2 separate regions of the Mus musculus genome follow, and region 2 is linked to region 1. A link is a contact called in public HiChIP or PLAC-seq data. All regions are on one chromosome and are shown on one strand. Each heading gives the region's core, a stretch centred on a gene start, on an enhancer-like site or on the middle of the called end of the contact. The rest is flanking DNA. Distances are from core to core; before and after follow the strand shown.

The links. HiChIP or PLAC-seq counts read pairs in DNA pulled down with a chosen protein or histone mark.
Region 2: a contact with region 1 is called in an H3K27ac HiChIP or PLAC-seq map of embryonic stem cells, with 10 read pairs. The contact joins the promoter of Smyd5 here to the enhancer-like site in region 1. A contact is called at or near these places in 1 of 39 promoter capture datasets (macrophages), 1 of 15 datasets of contacts at CTCF or cohesin (large pre-B cells), 1 of 484 Hi-C or Micro-C datasets (B cells), 2 of 115 datasets of contacts at active chromatin or transcription factors (bone marrow-derived macrophages and embryonic stem cells) and 4 of 9 other capture datasets (adipose tissue, embryonic stem cells, liver and 1 more).

Annotation. Positions count from the first base shown.
Region 1 is chr6:85,291,686-85,296,407 of GRCm38.p6, forward strand. The region is part of intron 3 of Sfxn5 (sideroflexin 5); the gene reads right to left. Among named protein-coding and RNA genes, the nearest start is that of Sfxn5, 39 kb to the right of the region's middle. Within about 2 kb of position 1,761, at least 58 of the 459 cell types and tissues checked have an H3K27ac peak or open chromatin away from gene starts, as enhancers often do. A contact at or near this core is called in B cells, adipose tissue, bone marrow-derived macrophages and 2 more, where this site is marked.
Region 2 is chr6:85,428,159-85,433,574 of GRCm38.p6, forward strand. Smyd5 (SET and MYND domain containing 5) reads left to right here and starts at 3,818. Exons shown (of 13, transcript NM_144918.2): 1 at 3,818-3,942. The coding sequence starts at 3,847. Noto (notochord homeobox) reads left to right here. Exons shown (of 3, transcript NM_001007472.2): 3 at 1-719.

The DNA of each region.
Region 1 (4,722 bases), core at 511-3,010:
TACCTTAGTGACTTACCTGAGTCATACTCAGCTAGACTGGCTGTCCAGTGGGATGGAAGGACGCTCTTATCTCTCCATCCCCAACGCAGGGAACCGAGATGCATGCCACCCTCTATGCCCGGCTTGCACACGGCTGCCAGGGATCGAACTCAGATTGCGTGGCAAGCACTTCACTGAATGAGCCTTCTCCCAAAAACTTTGCTATTTTTATGCTTCTAGAATACTGTTTCTTGTTCACATATTGCCATTTCAAAAATAATTGTGTGTGTGTGTGCACACACACGCACGTGTAAGGCAGGGCTGGCTGTAAAGAGCAACAACACTTTCGCAGCATGCTCAAGACCCTGGACACACACTGTAGATCAGTGGTTCTCAACCTTCCTTAAGCTACAACCCTTAAATACAGTTTCTCGTGTTGTGGTGAGCCCCAACCATAAAATCATTTCATTGCTACTTCAATAATATAATTTTGAATTACTGTTTTGAATTATAATGGAAATATCTGACATGTGCCCCCTGTAAAAGGGTCATCTGATCCCCAAAGGGGTATCCATCCACAGGTGGAGAACCACCACTATAGTTTAATCTACTGGTTGATTAATATAATAAAGGCAACCACACTGCGTACTTAAAACGTTTGATGAGCTGGGCTTAGTGGCACACACCTTTAATCCCAGCACTCAGGAGGTAGAGGCAGGTGGATCTCTGTGTGTTTGTGGCCAGCCTGTTCATAATGAGTTCTAGGACAGCTAGGGCATCATAGTGAATAATGAGAACCTGTCTCAAAAAGAAAAAAAAAAAAGAGTTTTTGTTTTTGTGTTTTGGTTTGTAACAGGATGAATGCACAGCATCCAGGTCCTCCATTAGCCCCTTGGTGTGTGGAGGATGAAATGTCCCAGCAAGATCCCCATAGCTAGAGGGCAGCAACTGGTGGTGGCTGAGCGCAAGGGTCTGTGTGACTGAGCTCCTGTGGCAGGCGACAAGTGACCTGCACAGCCATTCCCTACCCTTGTACCTTCTGTTTCTTCCTGTGTCAGGATCAGGCGGGGGCTGCACCACAGCCTTGCTGATGCTAACAGGACACCACCAAGGGAGAGCAGAGCCAGCCAAACACACATTTCTCCCCTTCTCATCGGGTACTTTATCTCTACTGGAAGCCATGTGACCGTTACACAGGGGCTGGCCCTTTGGCCCTGGGGCAGCCACCATCTTTCCTTGTCCTGGTTAAATTCCCACGCACCTTTGACTCTTACTTTTTTTTCCCTTTATGTTAAAGCACACCTGTAGCCCCAGCCTTCGGAGGCTGAGACAGGAGAAGCATGAATCCCAGGACAACCTACGCCGTACAGCAAGTGCCAGCCCGGCCTGGGCTGCAGGGAGAGAAACTGCCTCAAAAAAATTAACCAGAGTAGAGCATGGCGGCACATGCTTACATCATCCTAAACTCAGGAGCTAGAGGAGAAAAGATCATATGTTCAAGCCACTCCCAGCTACACAGTGAATTTGAGGCTATCCTGGGCTACAAGAAATCCTGTCTCAAATAACAATAAGGAGGTGGAGCCCATGCTCCCTTCCTGCCAAGTCTACCAGACCAGGCCCAACTCAGAAAGGAAGAGGTTCGAGGCACTGAGGTTCCAGTGTCTGGCTGAGCGTTGCCCCGTGACCTGCTGGACCAACGAGTTAACTGTTGGGTTCAGAAAAGGCAGCAAGTACTGCCCACAGTGAAAAAGTTCAAGTTCCACAAGCCACTTGTGCAAGCAGGTCACCGAGAGTCACCCTGGGACCTACAACCATGCATGGAAGGCCAGCTGAGCCACAGTGGCTAGCCACCATATGGAGAGTGCAGGCCAGGATCCCTGGCATCCTCACAGAAGCACACAGAGGCACCTCCACTCTGAGCTGCAGCCCCAGGTTGAGAGCTGACCTTCTTTGTCCTCAGCCCAACATCCAGGGCACTTCTGGCTGAACACGGAGCTGTGCAGCCCTGACCCGGTGGGAATGACTGGCTTTAGTAATGGATCTGAGAGCTGAGACTCTGTTTGGCTCACTTGGAGAATGGGGACAAAGGGCAGTGTGGGGAAGCCATCTGGGTAACTGCTAGAACACACAGATTTCACTGATTTAAGAGGTGGCCATTGTCTCAGCTGAACCTGCCTCCACGGAGACTAAGGGAGGGGCAGGCTGGGGTCCCACGTGGGGCTAGGAGGCAGGACACACCCCAGCACCCCGAGGGAGAACAACAGCCCCACCCCCAGTCTGGCTCACTCACTTCCCCTCTGTCTCCTAGCAAGCTGCTTCTTTAAACCTCCTAAGGCAGCAAAGACAGAGCCTATTTAAAACAACCTCCAGAAGGTAATTAAACAGAGCCTGAAGGGGACCCTTCTGTACGGGAAGGACGCCTCCATTCAACAAACAAAAAACTTCCTAATTGATCAGTTGAGCCTATTGCGTTATAGCGCACCATTAATTGTGTTGCCATGGTAACTCCAGGTACCATGTACCTATACAAGCCTATGTGGGGTGCAGGGAGCCCCCAATTCTACAGACACAGGAAAGAAGAGGGATGTCCTGCCTGCTTCTGTGGTACTGTGTCAGCAGCTGTGGCTTCATTATGCAAGAAACTTCTCTCTAGGTAGAGGTCAGGCCCCGCAGAGGAGCCCAGGTTTGATTTCAAATCCCCCATTAGTTCACTAGGAGAAGGGAGATTCTTCACTTAGTCTTTCTGAGCCTCCAATATCTCTTTTGTAGTATGAAGATAGGGATATTTGCTTTCAAGCCTATTATAAAAGAATTCACTTAGTGAACAAATGTTTATTAAGCACCTACTTTGTATTAAGTACTAACGATACCTCAATGCAAAGCAATTAGGTAGTTCAGTTGGTAGATCGCTGTTTTAGCAGGTCTGAAATCCTGGGTTGCACGTCAGCATCACAGAAGCCAGGCCTATAATCCCAGCACTCTGGAGGTGGAGGCAGGAGGGTCAAGAGTTCAAAGTCATCCTCAGCTTCATAGTGATTTGGAAGCCAGCCTGGAACACATGAGACTTGAGGTCCAGCAGCTTTCTCCAAACAAAAGCATTCCTTCCAGAAGGGAGAGGAGATGATGAGACCCCGAAGGTAGACAAAAAGTCACATATCTGGGAAAGCAGAAACTTGGAAGATTCTGGAAGGTGTTTTCCAAGGCTATCGAAGCAGACTATAGCTGCTGAGGGTGGAGACTGACCGTCCAAGATGAGAGAGATGCTAGACTGTAGAGCTCCTGCAGGCCACACGCCATTCATTGGTGTGGCAGCCATTTAAGAAGGCAACCCTCTGTGGAGAAGCTATCATCTATCCATGAACAGAAGAGCAAGCAAGGCCACAGGACACACGACCTCGGATGGCTTAGATAACTAAGGGCACACACAGGATATCCAGGTGGCTTGTGATATCAGCGACGGCTGCAGTGATCAGCACCAGCTTCTGGGTTTTGGTCCGCACACCTGCCAAAGGACCATAGAGTGGACAGAGCACCGGTGCAGAGACCAAAACTACTGTGCACTCAAGGTCCAAGAGTCTGTGGGCCTCTTCAGATGCCCCAGACATGATGCGTGAGCAGGGCCAGCCCTGAGTTAGGACCTGGGGAGCTCCTGAATTTCACACAGCTGTGGTAAAGCCAATATGCCATCTCTGTCCTCTCTATCCACTGTCTGTGAAGGCCAAGCATATGTGACATTGATGACTGCGGCCCAAGGAAGGGCGGCACTGTGACAGCCACCACACATAGTCCAATTCCTCAGGCTCGGCAGAGGGGGAGACGCTGCTCCAGGGGACCAGAGTGACAGGCTCACACCTAGAGTACTATGCCACCTAGCCACCAGATGGACCCACCAGGCTCTGCCACTGCCAGCCAGAACTCAGCAGCACAGGAAACAGCTAAATGCCAAGCTCCAAGCCCTTCCCCCACTCCCAGGAGGCCTGTAGGGGCTTTGGGGACAGCAATCAAAGCTGAAAAGCAGGACAGCAACTCTCAGATCTCTGAGGGAGCGAAGAGAATAATGTGGCCTCTATCCTCAAACTCTGGGAGGTCCCAAGAGGCCCAGCTCAGTGGTGGTGGGGCAGGTAGCAGGCTAGAGTCAGAAAGTGGACTTCCTTTGACGGGTACAAAGGCACTGGAAGGTGTGTGGACTCCTTCAGGCTACAGAGGGCTGGAGGTTCAAGGTCCATCCTGCAGACCCAAGGCTGAACAGAAATATCACCACTAGGGAGTGAGACTACAGCCTGACTCTCTGCCCAGGGCTGCAGGGCAAATACTTCAAGACAGACAAGACCTGCTTGGTTGCCTGGGCTTCCTGTCTCATCACTCCCTTGGGGCCCTGCATGGGCACGGGGCCAAGGTACTGAGGTCACTTTAGCATGCTAGACTCTAGCACATTTGCCCTGAGGTGCTTCCTCTCTGGACTTTCAGCACCATGTCTTCAGCATCTTTGTCTGCCCCAGTCCCACTGACAACTTGCCCACTCCTTTCTCTCCCTCGCCTATCACCCCCACCCCACCCCTTCTCATTATCAGGCTTCTCATCCACCAACCTCAAGTTACAAAACCTTCTAGGCTAGGTCTGTGGCACACACCCTTAATCTCAACCCTCAAGTCACAGAAGAAGGGTGAGGTTTATGAGTCCAGGGCTGGCCTGGGCTACATAACACATTCTAGGACAGCCATGACTACACAGAAAGACCCTGTC
Region 2 (5,416 bases), core at 2,568-5,067, 140 kb after region 1:
GCCCTCCCTGTCCCACATCTCAGTGAAGAGCTTCCTTAAGGTCAAAGGACACCAAATGTACTTGGACAATCAAGCAAGGGAACTCTGGAAGCAGCATAATGGATTGACCTATGTCCTTGGCCAGGTTTTATGTCTTGCGGATAGAGGTATATTGATAACTTACACATCTCTCCCAGGGTGAGTTAAGGTCTGTAAAGCACTTACAGAGTACCAGCTGGTGAGGTTTATGGGATAGACGCTGTCCCAGCTCTGCCCTGAAGATGGATTCATCAGCTCTCTCCTGGCCTGGCTATGGAGAATAGGCAGCCTTGAATCAGCATCACAGTGTGGAAAGACTCTCCCCAAAGTCTAGAGAGAAGGAGATTTCTTAGCTCGCTTCAAACAAAGTTTCCTGCATTTCAACCCTATTTCTTTTCCTCTTGTCACCCTCCTCTGTATCTGGGGATGACTTTGGATTCCTGACCCTCTACTTCCCACGTGCTGGGATTACAGCTGCTTTTTTTTTTTTTTTTTTTGGAGGGGTGGGGAGATTACAGATTCTCATTATGTGGCACAGATTGGCTTCAAATGCATGGAAATTCTCCTGTTTTAACCTCTCTAGTGTTGAGGTAATGGGTAAAAGCCTCCATGCTTTGCCCAAAGTTTTCTTGTCTGAGACTACTTTCAATAGGAGTCCATGTCATAGTGAGCTCAGGTTTATGGTAACTGGTTCCTTGGAACAACAAGCTACTTTTTCCTCTGAAGCCCCTACCTTTTCCCCCATGAATGTATGTTGACCAAATTTTGTCATTTTTCACCCAGTATTGACAATACATTTCTTCCTCCTTGAATGACCCTTGGGCACTGGTTGGTTTCTTGCCAGGAAGCCTGCCGAGAGCTTATTCTTGTGAAACCAGCTTCTGACATTTAAGAGCTGGTTTCTGTACTGAAGACTGCCCACCCACAGTTCCTGGGTTGAGGTGAGGTGATGGGGTAAAGGAAGGGTTGAGCTTTCTCAGTGAGGTTGTTCTCAGGGCCCAGCTTTCTGGGGAAAGAGGAAGGAAGGTGGGTAGTGGGAGGTGAGCCTGTAAAGAACCCAACATACAAGACAGTGGGCTTTAGCCAGGTGTACACATACCTTTAATTCCAGCGCTCTGGAGGCAGAGGCCAGCCTGGTCAATAGAGTGAGTTTCAGGCCAGCCAGGGTTACACAGAGAAGGCCTGTCATGAACTTGTAGACATTAAATGGTAGGTTTGAGGGAATCCAGAGCCTTGCCTCGAGAAGCCATCCTTTGGAGCTGGACAGTACAGTACACACCTGTAGTCTTAGCACCAGGTAGGCTAAGGCAGAAGGATGGAGTCAGCCAGAGCTATCATAGTGAGTCTGAGGTAAGCCCAGAGTAAATAGCCAGATGCTGTCTCAAAAACAAGGGCTGGGAGAAGGCCTAACAGGTACAGATCCTTGCTGCCAAACGGAAGATCTGAATTTGATCCCTGGAACCTCCATGATGGAGCGAGAAAATCGTCTCCCCCCGTGCACACACCCACACACAGACACACTCACAGAATAGCTGTAAGAAAAAACACGTATAAAAACTGGAGAGATTGCTGAGCATTTAAGAGCACTTGATCTTGCAGAGGACCTTGGTTTGATTCCTAGTATCTATGTGGTGGCTTATCCAGTTCAGGGGACCCAAAGCCCTTTTCTGACTTATGCAGACACCAGGCACATACAGCCAAACATTCACACAGGTAAAAAATAAATAAAATGTATGAAGACAATAACAAAAAGAGGGGGAACCCTGAAACTTTTTTTTCATATCTCTGGGAAATCCTTCTGAAGGCTGGGCTCAGAAGTCCTATTCACCAGAGGAATTCAGCCATAGTTGTCTATCTCCTTCAGGAACAACTGGTCCATTGTGTGTGTGCACACCCATTCATGTTCATCAGAGGCCAGAGGGTCTTAATTACCTTCTTTTCTTTTCCTTTTGAGTCAGGCTCTTCTGTTGAACATAGAGCTAGCCCACTTGACTAGGCTAGTTGGCTGGGGAGCCCATGGTGTCACCCTGCCTCTACCACCTCGACCCTAGGATTGATATCCTGTTATGTGGGCGCTGGGGATCAAACCCAGGTCCTCGTGCTATGTGGCAAACACAGCCACAATTGGCTCACTTAAAAAAAAAAGTCACTGCTGGGCAGTGGTGGCGCACGCCTATAATCCCAGCACTTGGGAGGCAGAGGCAGGCAGATTTCTGAGTTCAAGGCCAGCCTGGTCTGCAGAGTGAGTTCCAGGACAGCCAGGGCTACACAGAAAAACCCTGTCTCGAAAAACAAAAAGTCAAATTTAGGAGTCAGAGGCAGGTGGATCTCTGAGTTTGAGGCCAGCCTGGTCCACATAGAGCTTTGTGGGCATTGGTGGTGGTGGTGGTGGTGGTATATGCCTTTGATCCCAGCACTAGGGAGGCAGAGCTTTATTGAGTTTGAGTTCCGCCGCCTGTTCAGAGTGAGTTCCAGGACAGTCAAGGCTACACAGAGAAACATTGTATCAAATGCAATGCCCCCCTCCCCACCAAGAGAGAACTTGTCTTAAAAAAAAAAAGACAAAAACTCAATCACTTACTAAACAATTACTAAGTTATCTCCCCCACCCCCTAAAGTCACTATGAAACGATAGCAGAGCAGACACAGGTCCCCTGTCAACTGGAATAGTCAACTGGGACACAAAACAATAAAAGGTATAGTAGTCAGGTCTAGTTGCAGAAATAGACCTGTCCTCTCTCCCAGCCTCGTGTACATTCATTTTTTGTGTCTACTTAAGGGGTCCTCATATGTGAGGTCCATTTATTACTGCTCCATAAACCACACTCTGCAATGTCAAGAAAGTCCCCAACTACTCTGAGGCACTGATCCAACCTAGTTATTTATAGAAAAAGGAAATCATTTTTTCTTCTTTTTCTTTTTTAACTTTATGCATGTGATTGATTTGCCTTTATGTATCTATGTGCCTGCCTGGTGCCTGAGGAGGTTGGAAGAGGGGTCATCAGAGCCCCCAGAACTGGAGTTACAGATAGTTGGAAACCAGTATTGGAAACCAAACCAGGATCCTCGGCTAGAGTATCACGTGCATTTCTCTTTCAGACAGGTTTCATGTACTCACTACGTAGTTGAGGGTTGACCTTGAACTTCTGGTCCTCCCTGCCCTCACCTCCTGAATGCAGAGGTTATAGGCATAGTCGGAATGCTGGTTTTAAGCAGTGTTGTGGCTCAAAGTTCTGCACTCATGTGTTCAAAGCAAATCTCTCCCAAACATAGAATAAAAATGTTGCCACCAGAGGGAGGGAAAAATTTTAAACCGAGTGAGCCCAGCATCCAACCAGGATGGAGGGTCAAAGCAAAAATAAGACAGTCTTCTCTGGGTCTAAAAACTTTGTTCGGTGTTGGAGGTAATGACGAGGGGCTGCTTAAGCAGGAAGAGGGCTGCAAACTTTTGGCCAGCCTGGGATACATAGTGAGACCCTGTCTCAAACACCAGACAGTGGGAAGAGCAACTATGGACACTTAAGAACACAGCTAGGATAGGCTGGAGGGTGGGGGGTGGGGAGTAGGGGGTCTTCCCCTGAGCTACTCCATCAGCCGTCATTCATGCTGTCCATCCGACATAAGCTACCGAGTCAGACACAGTCTACCAGAAGTCCAAGCACAAAGTCAGGCCAGGTTCCACCCAATCAAGCAACCAAGACACCAAAAGCCTTGAATTGCTAGCCACGTCCCAGGGCGGGGTAAGGTGGGGAAGGGAGCGCTCGCTGGCTCTGTGGGCGGGGCCTCCCGGGACGGGGTCAAGGGTCAGAAGGCAGAGGCGTGCCCAAGATGGCGGCCTCCATGTGCGACGTGTTCTCCTTCTGCGTGGGCGTGGCGGACCGTGCCCGGGGTTCCGTGGAAGTCCGTTATGTGGACAGCATCAAGGTGAGGCCAGGTCGGACCGGGCCCGGAGAGCCACGCGGGGGAACCCACGCTCACATTCTGGAGTCCGGGCCCCTCGGCGCCAGTCTGGTTGCTGCTTGGGCCCGGGGTGCAGAGTCGGTCCTCGTGCCCAGGCTCGTGGCGATATCGCGCGGGGGGAGGGAGGAAAGCCCGGTCCACTGGCGGGTGGCCGTGCTGCTGCTGTCCTGGGTGGAGTTGAGGCTCTGGGTAGACCTGGGGTTGAGGGATATCCTGGGCCAGATTAAAGCCAAGGCTATCTTGGTTAGGCTGGGGCTTAGTTAGCTACTATTCTGGCGGTAGTGAGGGGAGTACTTAGCCGAGGGAACGGAGGTATGAAGCAGACTGGGCTCCCCAGCGACCCTTCTGACTAAGGTATGGGTGGAGACTTGGAAAGAGAGCTAGGGAACTTGGACCAGAACCTACACACCGAGCACTTCTCCTGAAGGGTTTTAAGCAAGAGAATGACATGATTTCGTGATTCGTATTATGGTTCTTTTTTGTTGCTTCTGTTGTTGTGCTTTTTGTTTTTGTTTTGTTTTGAGACGGGGTCTCATTTTGTAACTCCAGCAGTCCTAGAACTCACTATGTAAACCAGGCTGCTCTGCCTCACCAGTGCTGAGATTAAAGACTTGTGCCAGTATGATCGGCTCTATTAATCGTGTTTTATTCCCTGTAGAATAGAAAATTCACATAAGTAAAGGCAAAAAAAAAAAAAAAAAACACTCCAAATTGTTCTTGAGGCTGGACTTGAACTCATCTACCAACACCCAAGTGCTGGTTAATGGGCCTTGTGGCTGAAACACCCCACCTCCATCCCACGTTTTCTTTTAATACATGTTTTCAGTACATCTTTAGTATCAGCGGTCCCATTTCTACTTGGTTAAAGAGTTGATTGATAGCCGGGCGTGGTGGTGCACGCCTTTAATCCCAGCATTTGGGAGGCAGAGGCAGGCGGATTTGAGTTCAAGGCCAGCCTGGTCTAAAAACCTACAAACCCAAGGAGTTGATCAATAAGAGTTTTGGGGTGGGGGGCGCACTTCACTCAACCAAATCCTTCTGTATGGCTCCTTTATGTTGTATCTTCTCAGTCCTGAGAGCAAAGGTCTCTGCTGGCTTCGCTGCAGACAGGCTTTTGTTCTCTCTGGCACTGTTTTCTCACTAGGTGCCTTTGCCAGTTGATATATGCAAAATGCTATGGTTTTGACTTCATTTGCATTCCCCTGGGTAAAAGTCAGGTTAAATAATCATAATAACAACATGCATATCCTTGGTCCTTGACCCAAGATGTTGTCATTTGCTGTCAGCATCTCCATATCTGTCCAGGTTCCCATTTTAAGTTTCTCTTATCTTTCTGTTCCATAGGCATTGAGAGCAAGTACTCCTATCTGCCCATGGGTAGGAAGCTAGCTTGCTGGTCTCCTTTGTGTCCTTAGCTGCTCACATCCCCATTACCACC